Linked DNA regions of Hordeum vulgare: region 2 is linked to region 1. The links are chromatin contacts, called in public Hi-C maps. All regions are on one chromosome and are shown on one strand. The core of a region is the stretch at or near the end of the contact, and the rest is flanking DNA. Distances in the headings are between cores, read along the strand shown. Region 1 holds the start of LOC123437899 (probable glucuronosyltransferase Os03g0107900). Region 2 holds the start of LOC123437957.

What was found. Hi-C and Micro-C count contacts between places; a contact is called where the count stands out from the background.
Region 2: a Hi-C map of seedling shows a contact between it and region 1, with 4 times the contacts expected there. The contact joins the promoter of LOC123437957 here to the promoter of LOC123437899 in region 1. A contact is called at or near these places in 1 of 6 Hi-C or Micro-C datasets (seedling) and 1 of 1 datasets of contacts at active chromatin or transcription factors (embryo).

What each region holds. Positions count from the first base shown.
Region 1 is chr1H:370,116,376-370,119,492 of MorexV3_pseudomolecules_assembly, reverse strand. LOC123437899 (probable glucuronosyltransferase Os03g0107900) reads left to right here and starts at 1,449. Exons shown (of 4, transcript XM_045115739.1): 1 at 1,449-2,255; 2 at 2,354-2,601; 3 at 2,798-3,117. The coding sequence starts at 1,686. It overlaps LOC123437941, which reads right to left and starts at 1,300. Exons shown (of 2, transcript XM_045115743.1): 1 at 1,027-1,300; 2 at 307-879. The coding sequence starts at 1,201. The coding sequence ends at 542.
Region 2 is chr1H:370,321,318-370,324,614 of MorexV3_pseudomolecules_assembly, reverse strand. It overlaps LOC123437957, which reads right to left and starts at 1,544. Exons shown (of 15, transcript XM_045115744.1): 1 at 800-1,544; 2 at 317-403; 3 at 33-133. The coding sequence starts at 1,195.

The sequences.
Region 1 (3,117 bases), core at 200-2,699:
TCTATCTATCTAGTTTTTATAATCTACATTATAGGTTGTCCTGTTTGAAAACATAATAGATTATAAAAACTAGATTATATAATCTGGATGGTTCCAAACAGGGTCTTAGACACCTATCTTGTAGAAATAAGCACCGGTGCATTACGAAACCTAACATAGAAACATAACACATACTCCCTCCGTTTCTAAATATAAGACCTTTTAAAGATTGCATTATGAACTACATACGAATGTATATAGACGTATTTTAGAGTATAGATTCATTTATTTTACTCCGTTTGTAGTCTCCTAGTGAAATGTCTTATATTTTGAAACGGAGGGAGTAGATAAGCTCAAAAAACAATAGTCATTGACAGTACAAATCAGATCATGTTACAAAAATCGTACGCACGGACATTTTAGAAGCAAAACAAACACGCACATGTATGCTAGCATGGAACCATTCAGAACCCGTGTATAGAAAACTTGAACCCAAACGCCAGAACCGATCGTTCCACCTGCATAACAAGGCCGCGCAGAGACGAAGAGATGACTCGATCGATCAGGAACAGCTCTTGTCGTCGTCGTCGACGTCGCACTGCGGCACGGTGGCGTAGTAGGGCCCTGCCGAGTAGGCGACCTCGGTGGGGCAGACCCGCGAGGGGCGGGACGGCTTCTCGCCGGTCCTGCCGCCGTTGAAGTCGGTGAGCACGGCGCAGCCCTTGTCCCCGGACCTGACGAGGCGGACGAGGCAGTGGGCCGGGTCGAGGCGGCAGCTGCCGCCGTCGTGGGCGTACGGCACGTCCACCTTGAAGACCCCCTCCTCGTCCGTCGTGTCCGTCCGGTGGATCACCGTCCGCCCCGTGTGCTCGTCCAGGCACGTCACCGCCACCACGCTGCCTGCGAAACCATCACAGCATACATACATATTCGTCGATCATGCCGTCGTGCGCACGCCAAGAGCAACGAAGGTGCAGGTCGCCGGCGAGGAGCGATGGCCAGTGCGTGCTAGAGATATAAGTAATAGAAGGTTCGGGCGGACCGTACCGGCGATGGGCTTGGCGTTGTAGGCGTAGGCGTTCCAGTTCTTGGTGCAGTCCTGGCACAGCACGGTGCCCGTCACCGTGAACTTGGACGCGCCGTAGCTGTCACCGGCGTCGGCGCACGTCGCCACGGCCACCAGCACGAGCGCGGCCAGCATCGACCCCCTCCTCCAAGCCATCGCCGACGAACGACCAAGTAGCTAGCTTGCTCGATGGAATGCAATGGATGGGCCGGTGAAATGGGGTCGACCGAGCGAGCTGTGTGTCAAGCTAGCGCGCGGCGGCTTTATCGGCCATGGTGGTCGACGTGAGCCCAACTCGTTATAGGATGACGACGACGTGCGCGCCATTTCCTGGTGTCGGTACGGCAGAGTAGAATAGCCCAGTCCGACCGACGTGGACGCTGCACGCGCTGATGTGACGCCAGCATGTGGGCCAGGTGGCCCCACATGCCAGTGGGTGATCATCACACGCATCGGCTCTCCCTTTCGCTCACTTTCCCCTCACTGTTTCCCAGCTTCTCTCAACCGAGAAGGAAGGATTACGAGAGTCAAAGCTCCGCCAGCAATGGCCGTCGCGCGCCCCGCCGAGCGAGAAGTCCGAGGCGGAAATGGAGAAGAATCTGAGCTAGAACTAGTGTCCGCAGCCTAACACCTGGCTCCGATGCTCGATCGAACGAACCCCTCCCCCGCCATGAGAGACCCGAAGCAGAAGACAGCAAGAGCCCACAAGCCGCGCCACCTCCACCTCCTCGACAGGCTCAGGACGCGCCACTTCTACAGGTGGCGGTGGATCCTCTGGCTGGCCCTCTCCGCCTACCTGTTCCTCCCGGCACTGCCCCCCTCCCGCCGCGGCCCCGGCTCCGAGCCCCGCCCCGGCGTCCGGATCTACGCCTACGACCTCCCGCCGCGCTTCAACCGGCGCTGGGCGGCCGCCGACGCGCGGTGCTCCCGCCACCTCTTCGCCGCCGAGGTGGCCGTGCACGAGGCGCTGCTGCTGCGGCAGCGGCGCGCGGGGCTGCGCCCCGAGGAGGCCGACCTCTTCCTCGTGCCCGTCTACGCCTGCTGCAACTTCTCCACGCCCACGGGGCTCCCGTCGTTGGCGCACGCGCGCGGGCTGCTCGCCGACGCCGTCGGCCTCGTCCGCGCCCAGATGCCCTTCTGGAACCTCTCCGCTGGGGCCGACCACGTCTTCGTCGCGTCGCACGACTTCGGCGCCTGCTTCCACCCCATGGTGACCGCCCGCTGCTCGATCCAGCCTCTAATCCTCAGCTGTTTCTTGCGTGCATTGTTCTTGTGCCTGATCTTGCGGCCTAATGGTTGATCAATCAGGAGGATGTGGCGATGGCCGCCGGTATCCCGGAGTTCTTGAAGGGGTCGATCCTACTGCAGACATTCGGCGTGCAGGGCCGGCACCCTTGCCAGGACGTGGAGCATGTGGTGATCCCGCCCTACGTGCCGCCTGAGCTGGCTCCTCGGGAGCTGCCGGAGCCGGAGAAGGCGCATCGGGACATATTTGCCTTCTTCCGGGGCAAGATGGAGGTCCACCCCAAGAACATCAGTGGCCACTTCTACAGCAGGTAATAAGCATCCACTTGGCGAGGAGTACATCGCCTTATAAGAAATTCATGGGCAAGAATACTCGTCATTTTGCTTCATCTTGCACAGTCCACTGGTCAAATATCCAGGACGCAAAGTTCATAAATTGCATCACCATATGTAGAATACGAAATTCATGTCACCAAGTATGATTATCAATCGATTCATCACGTTCAGGAAGGTGAGGACTGAACTTCTGCGGCTGTATGGCCGCAACCGCAAGTTCTACCTGAAGCGGAAACGGAACGACGGCTACCGGTCGGAGATGGCGCGCTCCTTGTTCTGCATCTGCCCGCTGGGGTGGGCGCCATGGAGCCCTCGTCTAGTGGAGTCGGTCCTCCTGGGCTGCATCCCCGTCGTCATCGCAGATGACATACGCCTGCCGTTCCCCGGCGTGCTACGGTGGCCCGACATCTCGCTGCAGGTGGCCGAGAGGGACGTGGCCGGCCTCGAGGCGGTGCTAGACCACGTCGCGGCGACCAACCTGACGACGATTC
Region 2 (3,297 bases), core at 295-2,794, 210 kb before region 1:
AAAATGTTCCACGCTAAGTATTCAGTTCTCACTTTGACCAATCGACATACTTCAGCTTCTCAAAGCTCACAACATTTACATGGCAAATAGCTTTCCAAATATCGTGAGCTTTCCCATCCACGAATGCTAAAACCTGCTCCATACCGACAAAGTCAACAAAAAAAGGTGTGAAGTGTTCTTAACATGGGATAAATTGGTCATCGCCAGTTACAGATTACTCTCAGCCTATGCTCATCGCAATTTGAAATATGCAACCCAGTGACAACTGGACTCTCAGTCTACAGTGTTTCATTGTCATTGCAAAGCAGCAACTCACCTCGATCTCGTATCCGAGTCCCACAAGACTCTTTGCTAAGGTAGTCAGCATCAGGGACTCTGCGTCTATGTTCATAGTTCCCACAACCTGAAACAATGCAAGAGCCAAACTCAACTCCATGGCATGCGGCTGCCACAAAAACAATTCATACGTACTACGAGACTTGACCAATAAAAAAACCAATTACCCAGGCAAACACGAGGTGCGTCTATCTATGTAAGCATGTTTGTTCCTCCGTCCAATAATCTCTGATCAGTATAGATGAAATGATAAATAATTGTAGTAACACTATCGATCGAAACTGTCCACGTTTCACTTGGGTAAACTCCAGACAGAGCTCCACTAGATATATAGATTAAAAATGAGCATTCCTCACCGGAACCGAAATTTCGGAACTGATGCGGCTAAGCTACGAGGTACTAAGCGTGATATATGTTATACATTTATTGAGTTACGCGAGAGCGAGGGGACAGGAGCACTCACGAGCGCTAGCCTGACGGGCTCGAGGCCGGGCCACCACCGACGCGCGGATCTCGCGGCCTCGAGGTGGCTCTCGGTGTCGAACGCGCGCAGCACCATGCGCGAGGCCGAGAACCGCGTCGTCCCTCCCCCGTCCGGCGGCGCCGGCGCCTCCTCCCCGTCCGCCGCCGCGTCGCCGTCGCCGTCGCCGATGGGGAGCAGCTGCCAGACGACGAGCAGGGAGGCCGTGAAGAGCGCGACGAGGAGGGCGAAGAAGAGGTGGCTCGGACGGCACGACAGCCCGGGCCGCCGTCGCCTCCGCACGGCGCCCGCGGCGGCGGCGGCGGCCGAGGTGGACCCGCCGGCGCCGGCGGCGGGGAGGTGGTGGGCGGCGTCGGAGTGGGCCCCGCGCCGCCACATTGGAGCGGCGGCGATCGGAGAGCCGCCTCGTCTCGGGGGGCAGTGGGTTGGCTGTGGCTGGGCTGGGTCAGTGGGAGCTGCGCGTTGTTGCTGCCATGCGACTCGTCGCGAGCCCACGAGTAGGGGTTTGATCGACTCGGGTTGGTTCGGGGGTTTGGATTTGGCGACGCGTTACGAGGGAGGGGGGGAGAAGGAGGAGTGAGGAGGAGGGTTGGGATCGATCAGGCGAATTGCCGAGCCGAGCAACCGCCGCGCCGCGGGGGGGGGGGGGGGGGGGGGGGGAACGAACGAACGAACGAATCTGTGGGACTTGCGTGGCCGTGAGAGCCCGAGCTGGAATACGCGCAAGGCCGCAACGCAAGCAGCAGGACGCACCACCTCCTCTGCCTCTGTGTCTAGCTGTAGCGTACAATGGAAACATCGTATGGTTCGTATTTGTTGTCATTTCTACATTTTGTTTCGTGATATAAGAGCAATTCTACCAGATCCCACAAAACCTCGCCGACGCGTAAAATCCTGGTGATTTTGCAGAGTTTTCATTTTCTTTTTATAAATTGCGGCTACCCGCATACTCCCCCTTCACCGTTATATGTACGGGAACAAAGGGTTTTTAAGGTTAGCTAACCCTATTTCATCCGCCGCAATCCACACCGCACGCATTGTTGCTAAACCTCGCAAAAGCCCGACGAGGTTGGTTGGTGAAGTCAAATCCAACAAATTTCGAGTATGGGGATTCGAACATGTAGCCTTGATGCGATGATAAGAGAAGACAAGGATTTACCTAGATACGGACTCTCTTAAAAAGATAATACCATGTGTACTACTTTGATTGTAATGATTTCAAGGTAGTACAGATTACATGTTGAATATCGCGGCATCGTTGGTTTTGCTCGTGAGAGAGGCTTAGTCAACGGGTTTGCAACATTCAAATTCGTGTGTACTTTGTAAATGTTTATGTCATCCTCTTTAATATAATCGTAGATGGAATTGAAGTGGGGCTTTACGTGTCTGGTCCTTTTGTGAAACCTGGGTTCTGTGGCTAGATCAATGACATTGGTATTGTCACAAAAGAGGGTCACTGGACCCAGTGCACTCGGCACAACTCCAAGATCCGTCATGAACTGCTAAGTCATACACCTTCCTTCGTTGATTCCGAAGCAGCTATGTACTCCGCTTCACAAGTAGAATCTGTTACCACACTTTGCTTGGAACTACATGAGCTGACGGTTTCACCATTCAAAATAAATGTGTATCCGGTTTGAGACTTAGAGTCATTCGGGTCTGTGTCAAAGCTAGCATTGACGTAACCCTTTACGACAAGCTCTTGATCACCTTCATAAACAAGAAAAATCTCCTTAGTACTCTTCGAGTACTTAAGGATATTTTTGACTGTTGTTCGGTGTTCCACTCTTGGATCACTTTGAAACTTTCTGACCATACTTATGGCAAGGCTGACATCTGATCTTGTGCACAACATTGCATACATGATAAAGCCTATCGCTGAGGCATAGGGGATGATACTCATCTTTTCTCTATCCTCTATAGTTGCTAGGCATTTGTAACGCCCAAGACAGTCCTATCCTTATTTTGGTGCAAGGGCCTCGACACGGATAGAAACGCATCTCGTCGTTTCGCAAGAATGGATATCGTCACAAGTACATGTACTAAAAAGATGAGTATAAGGAGCTGGCTTACACTCGCCACATGCTACATCAATGTCACATCAATACAACAACATGATCAATCATCATGAAGAAGAGCAGGGTCCGTCTATGGACGAAAACAAACGATAAAAGAACGACGTACATCCTTGCTATCCCAAGCTGCCACCCTGGAACCCATCCTAGATGGATGAAGAAAAAGAAGAAGAAACCCATCCTAGATCGACCGCACGCCAAGTTTCAACCCAATCCGACAATATTTTCTGAGCAGTTTTAAAAACAATATTTTATCGATGCCACGGGAGCGTGCGTGTGTGGTCGGGCTCAAAACGGACAACGACGAACACGGGAAGAATCGAAAACTAATAACGAATGCAAGTTTTGAAAAGTGTCGGCAACGGAGTGTCGATGCAATGCAGATGATGCGCATGATGCGATGAG